5 separate regions of the Mus musculus genome follow, and all the other regions are linked to region 1. A link is a contact called in public HiChIP or PLAC-seq and promoter capture Hi-C data. All regions are on one chromosome and are shown on one strand. Each heading gives the region's core, a stretch centred on a gene start, on an enhancer-like site or on the middle of the called end of the contact. The rest is flanking DNA. Distances are from core to core; before and after follow the strand shown. Region 1 holds the start of Ublcp1 (ubiquitin-like domain containing CTD phosphatase 1). Region 2 has its middle 100 kb from the start of Gm22284. Region 3 holds the start of Clint1 (clathrin interactor 1). Region 4 overlaps Gm39816 (a long non-coding RNA gene). Region 5 holds the start of Slu7 (SLU7 splicing factor homolog (S. cerevisiae)).

The links. Promoter capture Hi-C pulls out the DNA fragments that hold promoters and counts their contacts. HiChIP or PLAC-seq counts read pairs in DNA pulled down with a chosen protein or histone mark.
Region 2: a contact with region 1 is called in an H3K4me3 HiChIP or PLAC-seq map of pro-B cells, with 6 times the contacts expected there. The contact joins the enhancer-like site here to the promoter of Ublcp1 in region 1. A contact is called at or near these places in 8 of 39 promoter capture datasets (the 3T3-L1 cell line, 3T3-L1-derived adipocytes, the C10 cell line and 4 more), 2 of 484 Hi-C or Micro-C datasets (B cells and adipose-derived mesenchymal stem cells), 5 of 115 datasets of contacts at active chromatin or transcription factors (the 230-238 cell line, extraembryonic endoderm stem cells, large pre-B cells and 2 more) and 2 of 9 other capture datasets (adipose tissue and liver).
Region 3: a contact with region 1 is called in an H3K27ac HiChIP or PLAC-seq map of extraembryonic endoderm stem cells, with 11 times the contacts expected there. The contact joins the promoter of Clint1 here to the promoter of Ublcp1 in region 1. A contact is called at or near these places in 3 of 39 promoter capture datasets (embryonic stem cells, hippocampal neurons and pre-B cells), 6 of 484 Hi-C or Micro-C datasets (CD4 T cells, CD8 T cells, embryonic stem cells and 3 more), 5 of 115 datasets of contacts at active chromatin or transcription factors (the 230-238 cell line, extraembryonic endoderm stem cells, fibro-adipogenic progenitors and 2 more) and 3 of 9 other capture datasets (adipose tissue, liver and pancreatic islet).
Region 4: a contact with region 1 is called in an H3K4me3 HiChIP or PLAC-seq map of stem cell-derived neural progenitor cells, with 6 times the contacts expected there. The contact joins the enhancer-like site here to the promoter of Ublcp1 in region 1. A contact is called at or near these places in 4 of 39 promoter capture datasets (hippocampal neurons, liver and pre-B cells), 4 of 115 datasets of contacts at active chromatin or transcription factors (astrocytes, fibro-adipogenic progenitors, large pre-B cells and 1 more) and 1 of 9 other capture datasets (liver).
Region 5: a contact with region 1 is called in a promoter capture Hi-C map of liver, with 6 times the contacts expected there. The contact joins the promoter of Slu7 here to the promoter of Ublcp1 in region 1. A contact is called at or near these places in 6 of 39 promoter capture datasets (embryonic stem cells, hippocampal neurons, liver and 1 more), 4 of 484 Hi-C or Micro-C datasets (the G1E-ER4 cell line, cortical neurons, embryonic stem cells and 1 more), 6 of 115 datasets of contacts at active chromatin or transcription factors (astrocytes, bone marrow-derived macrophages, embryonic stem cells and 1 more) and 3 of 9 other capture datasets (adipose tissue, liver and macrophages).

Annotation. Positions count from the first base shown.
Region 1 is chr11:44,469,216-44,471,915 of GRCm38.p6, reverse strand. It overlaps Ublcp1 (ubiquitin-like domain containing CTD phosphatase 1), which reads left to right and starts at 1,368. Exons shown (of 11, transcript NM_024475.5): 1 at 1,368-1,488.
Region 2 is chr11:45,538,321-45,541,020 of GRCm38.p6, reverse strand. No RefSeq gene overlaps it. Among named protein-coding and RNA genes, the nearest start is that of Gm22284, 100 kb to the left of the region's middle. Within about 2 kb of position 1,385, at least 23 of the 459 cell types and tissues checked have an H3K27ac peak or open chromatin away from gene starts, as enhancers often do. A contact at or near this core is called in adipose tissue and pro-B cells, where this site is marked.
Region 3 is chr11:45,850,631-45,853,330 of GRCm38.p6, reverse strand. Clint1 (clathrin interactor 1) reads right to left here and starts at 1,362. Exons shown (of 12, transcript NM_001045520.4): 1 at 1,139-1,362. The coding sequence starts at 1,179.
Region 4 is chr11:45,668,751-45,671,450 of GRCm38.p6, reverse strand. All of the region lies in intron 3 of Gm39816 (a long non-coding RNA gene), which reads left to right. Among named protein-coding and RNA genes, the nearest start is that of Gm22284, 31 kb to the right of the region's middle. Within about 2 kb of position 1,325, at least 10 of the 459 cell types and tissues checked have an H3K27ac peak or open chromatin away from gene starts, as enhancers often do. A contact at or near this core is called in stem cell-derived neural progenitor cells, where this site is marked.
Region 5 is chr11:43,432,471-43,435,170 of GRCm38.p6, reverse strand. Slu7 (SLU7 splicing factor homolog (S. cerevisiae)) reads right to left here and starts at 1,440. Exons shown (of 16, transcript NM_198936.1): 1 at 1,352-1,440.

The sequences.
Region 1 (2,700 bases), core at 119-2,618:
GGGCAGGTGGATCTTTGTGAGTTCCAGGCAAGCCTGAGCTATACATAGAGAAACCATGTTTTCCCCCTCCCTCCAATTACATTAATTTTTCTGTGGGTCTGTTTGTACCAAGGCACAGGAAGTCTGAGAACAACTGTCAAGAGGTGGCCACGCCTCTTATGGGTCTCTAAGATTGAATTTGAAGTTTTAAAAAGTATCAGATATACTTATCTAGGGGCTGATGATGTAAACATTCTTCAAGTTACTTTTTAGGTCTTTCTTTTCTTTTTTCTTTTGCATAACAAGTAACACTGGGAATTTCTTGAATGGATGAGAAGGGTTAGGTCCCGTTGAGGCTTTCTTCTGTCTGAGTCAGAGTTTCAGTCTGTATCCCAGGGCTGGAACTAGAATTCCCTATGCCCAGGCTGGCTTCAAATTTATGCACTATCCTACTGCCTCAGCTGGGATTACAGGCAAGAGCCGCCTCCAGGGGTTCAAATGGAGACTGCTTTGATAGCTAAGAAAAACTCCACTTTATGTGAGGCACCCATTCTAAATTCCGAAAAGATAAGTTCCTAGCAACTCTGACTCCTTGCCCCTTCCCCATGAATTGGAAAACTGCTATGAAATGATTAACTGCTGGCTCTGATTTCTGCGAACTCCGCTCATCATTACGCACAGGGGGTGGGGGGTGGGGGTGAGGCAGTTCCTCACATAGCTGTCAATCCCACAGAAATGAAGTAATTGTAACTGCCCTTAAAAGCCCCTTTCCTGTTTTAGCTCACAGGAACTAAAGAGAGCGGCTGCTTAAGAAGAAAAACTCGGATAACTATAATTTAAACGGAGTCTCCGGTCTCTCCGAGTGACTTCGAACGCTGCAGCATTTATTTCTATGAAAGCATGGCATTCTTCTGTAAAGAGAACTAGCTTTCCTTGCATTTAAGGAGGCAAAGCAAGCACGAGTGGGTGGAGCCGACCGACACACAGATCTGGAACACCGTTGTCACACGGATATTTGTTCCATGAGTGTTTGGATCACTTTGGCCGGCTTTCCCCTGGAGTGGGCAAATTATATTCCTGGCTCCTTGCGTCTCTAGAAAAGTCTCCTCTTCAGTCCTCAAAGGTCGGCTTCATTCGGAACGCGACACTGCCACAGGAGTCACAGGGCTCCGCAAAGCTCAGCTCTGGTGGAAAAAAAAAAAAAGTCGCCACCGGGCCGGAGCATGCGCAGAACAGCCGGCGGCGGCCACCAAGAACCGGGAGGGGTCTCTTTCACAGAGGTCAAAGTCTGGAAAACACTCGGCCGGCCTGGGCTCCGCAGGCGTCACATCGGAGGAGAAACCAAACAAGCGGCAGCCGCATTTCCCCCTCCCCTACAACACATTTCCGGTCTCAACCACACTTTCCGGTCCGCCCGCCGGTTCCGGTCCCGCCCCTCGCTTCCGGTCTCCTTAGGTTCCGCTGCGGCCGGCTTTTTCGTCCGCTGTAGCTGGTTCCGCCGCGCTCCAGGTGAGAGGACGCGGGGTTCTCCGGCGCGCCTGCCTGTGAAGGCGACGCTGCGGCCGGGGGATGCCACTGAACTGCATGCGCCCCGTGGTTTGTCTCGCTGCGGTCCGGGTGGGCTGGGACTGCAGCTGTCCCGCCTGGCCCCCAGAGGCCCCTGTCCCGGCGCACTGCGGGTCGTGGCCGCAGCCTTCGCATCCGGCCTTCTCACCTGACCCCAAGGCTTCCCACGTCCCAGAATGTTCTGCGTCCGCGGGCCTCGTCCCCCGCTCCTGCAGGGTCTGTCTTGTCCTCCCCTCACGCGGGTTGTCGAAGGCGTCCGAGGCAGCTTGTTTCTGAGACTCTGCCTGTCTTGGGATACTCCCGGGGCAGTCCGGGCTGCACCCCGCGCGGCTCCTGCGGGCCGGCGCCAGGGCCCGCGGCCCAGCACCGCACGCTCACTCTTGCCGGGCTGGATGAAAAGTTCACACTGTCACTTTTGAAATTGCCGCCGTTGGCTGCTTTTCGTGATGCGGTGTTGGGCGAGAGTCGCTGTGACTTATTTTGCAGGTTTCTAATCTGTACAGTGAGGTCGCTTGTTAGTCCAGGATTGTGAAGATTAAGATAGCGATAGTTAACGTGCTCAGCCCTCACTGCTACCGTTCTCCTAGCTCCTCGCGGCTTATCAAATGCTGTCAGGTGTTAGCGCTTATCAAAACACATACATGTGAACTGACTCATCTCTGGGTTTGGAAGGCTGAGGGCTAGAGAGGTAAGAGACTAGGCAAACCCAACACAGGATGTTAGGCAGAACTCCAGTATAAACATACGTTGATTACATATCCCATAAAAATGTCCTCTTTGAGTTGGATCGCCATCACCACCCACTCCCACCCCCCAATTTGGGGGACAAATGTGATAAACCATTAGCATTGTATGAGAAAGTATAAAAATGCCCATGCTTTTTTTGTCCTGCATGATTCTCAGTAGTGATGAAATGAGATTCAAAAATTAAAAAAAGTTTTAAGAACTTAAGCTGGAAAGGTTTGTATAACCTTTTTTTTTTTTCTATGCCCAGAGTCTTGGGGCATTTGACAACTTGTCTTTACCATTTGTAGCACAAGTTCTTTATGAAGTAGTGCCTGTTGTTAAGTGCATGGGGCCCATGCCATTGGCAGGTTTTTCTAAAGCCGGTAACAGAAGAGCCTAGAGGAGTAGCATGCTCAGCCTCTACCACCT
Region 2 (2,700 bases), core at 136-2,635, 1.1 Mb before region 1:
CTTGGAATTTTATAGGATATCTCTGGAATTGGGAGCAGCAATAGACGTACATGCCACTGGGAACCACAGTGGACTTGAACTACGGGCCCATCTATAACTGAGACGGGGAGCCTATGGTTGTACAAAACTATCTGTGGGTCATAGGATTACTGCTATGTATCCCTAACCCCAAATTTCTGGTTCAAGTTCAAGAAAGAAACTCATGACTTCTGCTCAAGGCACACACTGCAAAGTATCAGGGCTGGAAGAGACTAAGCAAGCATAGAATGTTGTTTTATTGACTCTCATTCTGTGTCTATAGTGATGGTGAACACCATGAATTGATGGTAATGTTTCCCCTGGACAGGCTTAGATGTAGCCTCAGGCTCTTCTAATGCACCGTGAGCAGCCATGGAGTTGGTAGAACCTTCAGCTTTGAGCTGGACTCTTTTTTTTTTTTTTAATGGCTGACTCTCACTTGCACTGTGATAATGGAGGTCAGAGGTATCCTGCATGGTCAATAGGAGAGCTTCTTTCTCTGTTGGGTGTAATTAGGAAGGTGTTAGAGGGACCAGAAATGATAGGGTACCAAGCTGGAGTCTCGTCTTGATGCCACAAGAACGTGAGTGATCTTAGGTTAGGCATGACCTCCTCTGACCTTAGTTTGCCTCCCCTGAAATGAAAGGCTAGAGAGGACTGAGAGATGACATGGCTTGCTTTCAGATGTGTGGCCCTGGGACATTTTTTCTGCAATGTTGAGATATTTACATTACTTATGCCCCAATTCTTTGAGGACAGACATGGGACAGTCTCATTGCCACCCTACATACCCATATTCCTCGTAGACATTGGTGGCTCTTCACAGCTCTCTACCTGAACCTGTATGGATTTGACTATAGATGCCTCAGCACACGTTTTGGCAAAGATTATAGACAGCTACTGACAACCTACTGGGGTTTGTAGTTAAAAGTAAATGACAGAGTATAAATGGTATGTAGAAACAGTAACTTTGTGGAGGTGATTGAAAGTCAGGTCTTCACAGAAGGATGAAAGAAGAAACAACAGAAAAAGAAATGAGGAACGAAGATTACCTCGTCTTCAGGAAATTCCGTTTTATTTTGCTTTGGAAAATGCCACCCAGGGCTTCCTAGCTTCAGGCAAAGTCTGCCAGCTCACCTGGAACTTTGCTGCCTTTTCTAGGAATGAAGACCATACTGGAGGAATTCAGGAGTGAGGCTCAGGAAAAACAGAGAGTTGAAAATGGACCGAAATATCAAACAAGGCCAGAGGGCTACATTGCTATTTCAGACCAGTTGCGGTTTGACTGGCCTGAATCTGTGGAGACTTGCTTCCAGGCCTTCAGCTACAGGTTTGGCATTTCATCTGCTAGATGGCGCTGTACTCTAAGGAAAGGCATAGTCAGTCCTGCTTGACTTGGAGCCTGGGGAAGGCAGAACAACTGGGCAAGGCCAGCCTTTGCCCTGCAGCACCAACTCCTTCTGCCGGGGTGCCTCTTACTCTCTTTTCTATCTTTTCTATTTTATTTTGTAGTGTGGTAATGTTGTATGCTAAATCTGATAAGTTACAAGGCCTTTGTATCCTGGACAAAAGTGAGACAAAATGAGAAGTACATACATAAGACACACACACACACATACACACACACACACACACACACACACACACACACACACACACACACACAGAGTGGGGGGCAGAGAGAGGAGGAGAGAGAGAGGCAGAGAGATGGAGAGACAGAGAGAGAGACATACAGAGAGACAGACAGAGAGAGAAAGAGAGAGACAGAGACAGAGAAGAGGAAAGGGGTAGAGGTGATGACATTTAGGTCTCCTTGAAACCTCAACTGGTCTGTGGCCTTAACTTGACCAAAGGCCCTGGAAAATAGAAACAGTTCTCTCTGCATCTTGCCTCCTGAGTTGGATGCCTGGGGCTCCAGCTTTACACTGAAGCCCTCTAACTGAGATCTATCCAAGGCCAAGCTACTACACATAGGCACCAAGATCCAGTTTTCTGTGCAATTTTGATGCTAGGCTGCCAGGCAGGCTCCTGGTGTGCACATGCAGCCAGGGATAGAGTTTGCAACCCCCTTTATGGTATCAGTAGCCAGAAGGAGTGGAAACAATGATAAAGAGGGAGTGTGTAAACCAGGAGGGGACATAATGGCAGCAAGAGGAGAGAGAGGGATAAGGGAGGAGAGGACCAAGAATGGGGGTGAAGGGTGTGGGAAAGGAAGGATCACACAAGGAGGACCAGGCATCCAGAAAGAAAGGGCAGTGGAGAGATGAGGGCACACTGGTGCTGGATGGGAAGGCGGTGGGGGGCAGGAAGAGGTGAGAAGTGGAGTGAAGCTTTTCCAGTAAACATGAAAGCGGAGACACAGACCCAGCAGAGGAGGACAGCTCTGCTGGGCAAACAAGAAAACAGAGAGCGAGAAACGGCTGGGAACTGCAGAACCCCCCCCCCCCCCCCCGACAAGACAAGGTTCCTCAAAGGAGCACAGCCACAGCAGTGAGGATGTTGCAGAAGAAGTTAGTCAGGAGATGGGCAAGGAGACATTGAAGCAGAAAGGGAAGGAGAAGCAAGGGAGCAAGAGAGCAGAGCTGAATTTAGAAAGGGAGAAAAAAAAAGTGAGCAGAAACAATATGTTAAAAGCCTTCATGGGGAGGGCAAAGGCATAGGGAAAGAGCTGTTTATAGAATG
Region 3 (2,700 bases), core at 113-2,612, 1.4 Mb before region 1:
GTTGTATCACAAATCATCCTAAGGAAACGGAAGCCCCTGGCTCTTCACCCTCATGGACTAAGAGGGCCGCAATGATCTTCATCCTGAACTGGAGAAGACGGGAATTCTACAAAGTTAAGAACTTAGCTCTTTCGGTTCTGAAAACGGTACTCCTTAAGCACTTCCTTGGTAGCAAAGCACCATCAGAAGCGTCAGACAAGTTGCTTTAAAGAATGTTGTTTTCTGGGGTCAAAAAGAGCTTCTATACTTCCTGGTTTCAGGTTAGGTGGGTGGTTCAAAAGAACTGTTTCTTTACCACACTTATTGCATAATCACAAAAACCCAAAAAGGAAGAGGGCTGGTTAAATATTTAAAGTCTTATTTCCTGGTGACCTAAAAGACCTACTGTTATTTTCGATATGCTCAACTTAAAGTGCTAAGGGTTTCTGAGTATACTAAAAGCACTGAGTTATTTTACTCTGAAAGGAGTTAAAAACAGGTCAACAGGATATAAACTGGGCTTTTTTTCTTTTCCTTCACCCTTTAGAGTAATTTTTATTTACATGATTGCCCACCCCAAAAGGAAGTGTAGTGGTAAAGTTAGAGGAAAACAGTCACGGAAAGTTGTCTGGTCATCTGCTTTCACTTAGTGTGACAAACCCGAAGGGCGAGTCTCCTCTTGAGCAACTCCAGCCTGTCCACAGTGACCACTTGTTACACCTCCCACTCACTCCACTGCAGGTTCACTAGAAATTCAAAGGTGTCTACCAAGGTAAAGGGCATACCAGGCCAGGCCTAAGGTGTCTCCGAATTACACCACGGGGGTTACCGGGGACGGGAGCACGCGTCCCCTCGCCCCCAAGCCGGGCCTGGTGTCCAGGAGGCCAAACTCCAAGCTGGGTACGACGATCAAAGCATCTGTCTGCCCGGCGCGGGGTAGGGGCGCGGTGAGGACGTCCCGGGGAGCAGAGACCGGAGCAGGGAGGGGGGTTTTGAGCCGCCAGAGGCTCGGAGACCGAGGCCCAGGCCCGCCGCGGCCGCCGCCTTCACCAGGCCGCAGGGCGGGGGGGCGTGCCGCGTGTCCCCGCGCGCTGGACCACCGTGCGCACGCTCCCCGCCCCCGCCGCGGGGCCGGCCGCAACTGCCCCCCGATACTCACGCTTTGTCCACCAGCTCCCGCACCTTCCACATGTTCAGCATCGCGCCCCGCGCGGCCCGGCCCGCCGCCGCCCGCCGCCACTCTCCACGGACCCCGGGACGCCTCCGCGCCGGGGCTGGTCCAGGTCCGGGTCGCCGCCGCCACCCACCGCCGCGAACTCTCCCTAGCCGGAGCTCCTTCTCCCGGCCACAGCCACGGCGCCGCCAGTGACACGTCGAGACGCGGCCGCACCGGCGCTGCGTGGGGCGGAAGTGGCCGGCTTTCCGCCCGCGCCGCGCGCCGCACGCCGGGAATTGTAGTCCGCGCCCTGCGCCCCCGGAGCGTGAGAGGGCTGAGATCGCTGCGGTTTGGGGACCTCTGACACAGCCTCCGCGTGATTGCCATCACAACAGTTGCAAGACTTACTCGCGCTCACCTTCTTCAGATGTACACATTGATGCTAAGCACGATTACAGAGTGTGATTGGCGTGCGTGTTCTTCATCTACGCACGTGTTTCTGCATTTGCTTCCAAACATATAGGCGTCTATACATCACTGAACCTGGGATTCCAGCCCTGACCAGTGTAGAATTTTATTCTAAATCCTTCCCCACTCTAGTTTTATGATACAATGATTTTATCTGTAGACAGCTACCTAGTACCCTCGTTAAGATAGTTTGTAACAAGCCTCAGAAACTTAGTTCACATTAGTTGGGAAACCAGAAAGCCACCAGTACTCATACACAGCATACCTATATGTGTTTTATGTGATATACCCAAGAACTCTGTGGCTTTGGTTTCTAAAAGCATACATAATTTTTGAGATCTGCTAAAGTAATTTCCACTGATCAGGTTTTTCACTTAATATGTCAGTCAAAACTTGTGATAAAACTTGAAGTAATACTACATTTTGTTTTAGGCAATTCCTTAATTTTTATAAGTTTTACCTGCCCTGGTTGCAGACTGCTTTAATCCTAGCACTCAGAAGGCAGAGGCAGGCGAATCTCAATGCGTTTGAGGACAGTCTAGTTTACATCAGAAGTTCCAGGTCAGCCAGGGTTACACAATAAGACCTTAATTTTTAAGTTATAATTAAAACCTTTAATTAAATGTTATTTATTTGTAAAGAAATAAAATAAAAATTACTTAAATGTTAAAATAAAGTTATATATGTAAATATATATGTATTTATACATATACATTTTTTTAATTAAAAAATAATTCTGCCACTATTTACTGAGCATCTTCAGGGTGTTACAAGCGAGGACTACAGCTGGGGCTCAAGTTCCCTGGGAGCTTAAAGGTCACTGGAGGAGGGACATAACAATCAAGAAAATATTTAATTAGAGAGAATAAGTGCTTGTCAAAACCAAGAACATAATGTTACAGACAACAATGTCAGAGGAAAAACAGCAGAATATTCAGGGCTCTTTGAGGAGATTGAATGTATGCTAAAACTGGAACAATACAAAGGAACTGGCCCTAAGAAGATCAAGAAAAGAATGATTGGGGGAGGGAACACAAGACAAGTAAGATTCACAACGAAGGGCAAACAGTGGCTGTAAATAGCCAAGACCCAGGCCC
Region 4 (2,700 bases), core at 76-2,575, 1.2 Mb before region 1:
TTTTTGGCCTGATGCATCTCTGCTTCCTTTTTGGACTTTGAGTTGTGCAGTGAGCACAGAAGTTTCCTCTCTTGGAGCATCCTGTCATCCTCCCCAGACTCTCTCTCCTCTAGGAGCCTGACCAACGTTTCATTTGACCATCAGTCTTTGACATAGCTGAAATCCTTTCTGGGTCTTGGATGGCTCAGATGTGGAACATCTCCCCCGACTCCCACCATGATTATTAGGTTTTCTTAAAAAAGATTTAATTATTTTACTTAGTTTATTTATTAAGTATGTGTGTGTTTCTGTATGTGCATGCAGTGCCCTCAGAGGTCAAATAGGATGTCGGATTCCTTGGAGCTGGAATGATAGCAGTGAACTGCCTGATGTGGGTGCTAGACACCAACTCGGATCCTCCAAAGAACAGAACCTACTCTTAAACCTTCTCTCCAGCCCCTGATCAGTTAATTTTTTTACCACAATCTTACAGTTGCCGAACATTTTTATCCACCATGGTCAACTCAGTTACACTGAAATTCTTTGTCCTGTGTCACAGAATGACTGTGACTGTGTCACAAATCATTCATCTTGGTTATTTTGGGGGAAAGAGAAACTATGCAATAAGATGTAGTCATTCTTTCTCCTATCCCTCCGTTGTCCTCATTTCTCTCTGGGTTCCAATAACACTGGAACCAATGTTGTTCCTGCATTCTGTTTCCAGAGTGATTGGCAGGCAGGTTGAGCATCTGAGAAACTCGAGTAATGAATGCCTGCCATTGATAAGTCTGGAAAGGAATCCCAGGGCAGGAGTGGGTGGGAGAGTCTGTTTTCATTTCTTAACCCCTTTTTCGGGCAGGACATTTATAACCTTGAGAAGAATGGGCTGGCCTCACAGATAATACTCTTGGGGCCAAACCTTGGCAACTACTGAAGAATTGGCTAGAGCGGATAGAAATGAGGTATAACGAGCCCATGTTAAATATGTGCTTTGCTGTGGTGATGGAAGGTCACTTGGCTCGTAATGGCTTTTTCCTATCATAAATTATTGCCTGCTATTCTTGAGGAGATTTTTTTTTAATCCACCAGCATATCTCTGAGAGGTGATTTTTATCTCCAGAGCCCTCGTTCTGGACTGTTTCCTTTCTGATTTTCCCCACAGTGATTTGCTGTGTTGGCTGCTTCCCCCTCCCCCACTCCATGGTCAACTCAGTGACACTGAAATTCTTTGTCCTGTGTCACAGTTAAAGTCATTCATCTTGGTTATTTTGGGGAAAGAGATACTTTGCAATAAGATGTAGTCGTTCTTTCTCACATCCCTCCGCTGTCCTCATCTCTCTCTCTGGGCCTGTGTCCACATGAAACACTGAGGTCATCCATCAGAAGCTGACTGGCCAGGTCATTGATGCAGAACTATGTCTAGCATCTTTACTTGGGTCTGCCAGGCACTTGGCATCTCTTGACAGAAAATAATCACATCTTAGAGAATATAGCTTTGCTCTCAAGACTGTATTTAAATTTTTTACAAAAGATTTTATTTATTCTTATTTGAAATGGAGGTGTGTTTTGCCTGCTTGTATGTCTGTGTACATACATGTGTGCAGTACTAACAGGGGACAGAAGAGAGAGTATAAGGTCCCTTAGAACTGTGTTGCAGATGGTTGTGAGCTGCCATGTGGGTGCTGGGAATAGATCTTGTGTTCTGTGGAAGAGCAGTCAGTGGTCTTTACCACTAGCTATCTCCCTAGCCCCTTAAAGATAGTATGTTTTAGGTTCTTTTATTCTTTTATTATTAAAAATGTTCATATGAGTATGAATTATACTTTGAGAACATTACTGTCCATACCTCTGTCTTTTATTTTTTACCTCATTTCTCCTGTTTCTCTTTTGTGTCCTAGATAGTTTTCCTCTGATTTCATATTACTTTTACACACTGAGTTTTGTATCTCTATAAAATTTGAGAGATCACATATTGGAGAAAGCATAGGATATTTGTCTTTCTGGTTTGATTGTCAAATAAATTGATTATTTAACGAGAGTGTGCTCAGTTGTATCTATATTCTGTAAATGTTGTAACTTCATTCTTCCTCAGAGCTGAAAAGAATCCCACTGTGCGTCTATACCTCCTTTCTTCTACTCATTCCTCTGTGTTGGAAACTTAGGTTGGTTCCATAGCTTAGTTATTGTGAGTGTGAATATGGATTAAGTAGGCACAGTGTGATGGTTTGTATATGCTCAGCCCAGGGAGTGGCGCTATTAGAAGGTGTGGCCCTGTTGGAGTAGGTGTGTTACAGTGGGTGTGGGCTTTAAGACCCTCATTCTAGCTGTCTGGAAGCTAGTCTTCCACTAGTAGCCTTCAGATGAAGATGTAGAACTCACAGCTCCTCTAGCACCATGCCTGCCTGGATGCTGCCATGCTTCCTGCCTTGATGATAATGGACTGAACCTCTGAACCTACCTGTAAGGCAGCCCCAATTAAATGTTGTCCTTATAAGAGTTGCCTTGGTCATGGTGCCTGTTCACAGCAGTAAAACCCTAACTAAGACACACAATATCTCTGTGATGTGTTGACTTGGAGTCCAGAAGACTTTATCTATTTATTTAATATTTTTTATTCCATGAGAATTTCATACAATGTATTTTGATCATAGTTGTCCACCTACCCACCCAACTTTGAGTTTCCTCTTCTTTATTTTCCTTATATTCTAGGAATGAACCACT
Region 5 (2,700 bases), core at 191-2,690, 1.0 Mb after region 1:
CCATTCCCGACCATTCCATGCCTTCTTTTGTCAGAGATTCTCATTCTTTGGCTTCTATAACATGTTACTGGTTTTCCGTGAACACCTCTCCTGTTCTCGACTTCTCTGCAGGCTCATCTATTTGCACACGTTTATTTAGAGGCTGATTCCTTACAGAGCAGCAAGAGCCTCACTCACCACTCTAAACAATACCAGTTGCCAAGATTCAGGAGGAACAGTATCCCACTACTGGGGTTCCATACTATCTCTCTGCCCTAGACTTTTCATTTGATCTTCAAATCTACACAACCAACTGTGTACATGACATCCACACCCAGAACACTAAGTATTTATCCACAGCATTCCTTAAACTCCATGACTTTCCTGTGAAATTGTGTCTGCCTCCATCTCCCGAGTTCTGGCTTTATAGGCATATGCCACCATAGAGGTCTGTGTATGGGGCAGGTGAGACGGTTCACCTACTGCTCCTGTAGACAACCCTAACTCAGTTCTCAGCATCTATGTCAGGTGGCTCACAACTGTCCCTAACTCCAGCTACAGGGATTCCAAGAAGACTACACACGTTCTTACAAGGGCAAACCCACCTACCTACTTATACACATAATTAAAATAAAATAGACTTAAAAATAAAAACAGAAGTGTTAGAAATCCGTGGTAGTATATACTAGAAGCACAGATTTAATCATCTTCATTTTAACAGTTACCATTTCTTTAATTTACCATGCAGACCGTCACCAAATCTTTACAACCACCCTATTTTATGGTGAGGAAACAAGTTTGGGGCGGGGGGGGGGGGGTTAACACCTTCAGATAACAAGACATTAGTGAGAGACGACAGATCGCAAACCCAAGCCTGACTTTAGTTGGTCTTTCAACCCCTGTTACAAACCACAGACACTGGAGTGCAGGCCTGTCACATTCAAGATTAAGAGGGACTGAAGTGTTTTGTCATTAGGTTCCACTGCTCTGCAGAGGGTCCGGCTCTCTCCGAGTTAGAACTTTAACAGCTCCCACTCACTGATGCAATACGGACATTCTAATTTGACCCTCACAAAATAAGATCATCTCCACCTAACGGAAAAAACTGAACCTCAAAGGAACTCTTTTGGGGACAGAGGGCTCAGCTTCGGTACGGGCTGCTCAGGATGTCCGGCTTACAGTGACCAGGGCTTTTCCTTGAGGAGTCAGCCTCGGTCCGGCTGAACGCGAGGGCGGCGCCTGCGTCCTGGGCCACAGTCTCCACCCGGGTCCGCCGTTCCACGACGGCTCATCACCGCGAGGACTCACTGCAGGGGATACCCGCTCCCCGAGGTCCCCAGTTCGTCTGCTCAATCTCAGAACCCCAACTTACCCAGTCGCGCCGCAGACCACTCAAAACCATCCGCCAGAAACGAAGCGACTCGGCAATGTTTACTTCCGGGTTCCCTGCCTTCTTCCGGCTGCGCAGAGATAACTTCCGGGAGATCGGCACATGCGCATTTGCAAGCGCTTGGCTCTTTTTTTTTTTTTTTTTTTTTTTTTTTTTTTTTTTTGACCCAGAAAGGCGAAGTGATGGCAGTGCAGCTTTCTTTCTGGAACAGCACAGAATCTTTTTTTTTTTTTTTTTTTTTTTTTTTTTTAAAGATTTATTTATGTATATGGATAATCTATAGCTGTACAGATGGTTGTGAGCCTTCATGTGGTTGTCGGGAATTGAATTTTTTTAGGACCCCTGCTCGCTCCGGTCAACCCCGCTCGCCCAGTCAGTCTCTGCTTGCTCCCACCCAAAGATATATAAGTACACTGTAGCTCTCTTCAGACACACCAGAAGAGGGCATCAGATTCCACTACAGATGGTTGTGAGCCACCATGTGGTTGCTGGGTTTTGAACTCAGGACCTTCAGAAGAACAGTCAGTGAGTGCTCTTACCTGTTGAGCCATCTTGCCAGCCTACAGCACAGAATCTTAGCAAAAATGATTATTGAAAATGCTGCAAAGGTCGGCGTAATGGCACACACCTTTAATCCTAGCAGAGATAGGCATATCTTTGAGGTCCTGGCCAGTGACATAGGAAGACCCTTTTTCAAACAAACAAACAAACAAACATCCCCATAAAAAACAAACTCCTGGAAAATAGGCGACTTTGGTGAATTTATTTTTCTTAAAAAAAAAAAAAAAAAAAGCCTTATGCCAGGCAGTGGTGTCACATGCCTTTAATCCTAGCACTTGGGAGGCAGAGGCAGGCAGATTTCTGAGTTCGAGGCCAGCCTGGTCTACAGAGTGAGTTCCAGGACAGCCAGGGCTACACAGAGAAACCCTGTCTCAGGAAAAAAAAAAAAAAAGCCTTATGTTTTTTGTGTGTGAGTTTGCACATCATTGGCGTTAGATCATCTGTGACTGGAAATGCAGATATATGTCTGTGAACCAGAATGAGTACCAAACCGGGGGCTTCTGCAAGAATGACCTGTATTGACTACTGAGCCATTGCTTGGCCATTTTTCTTTATGCTGTCTTGTGGTTATTTATACTTCCCCTACGTGAAGTGCTCTTCAGATATACAGGACTATAGCTAACGTCCCCACCACCTCAGTCAAACAGCCCAAAGTAGTAGACTTTTTAAAAAAGGAACTTGAAGTGGGTTAAGAATGTAAAAATAATTTTGATTTTTCAAGGCAGCTAAAGGCAGAGCAGAGTCCTGCGGACTCAGAGCGCAAGGCTTGA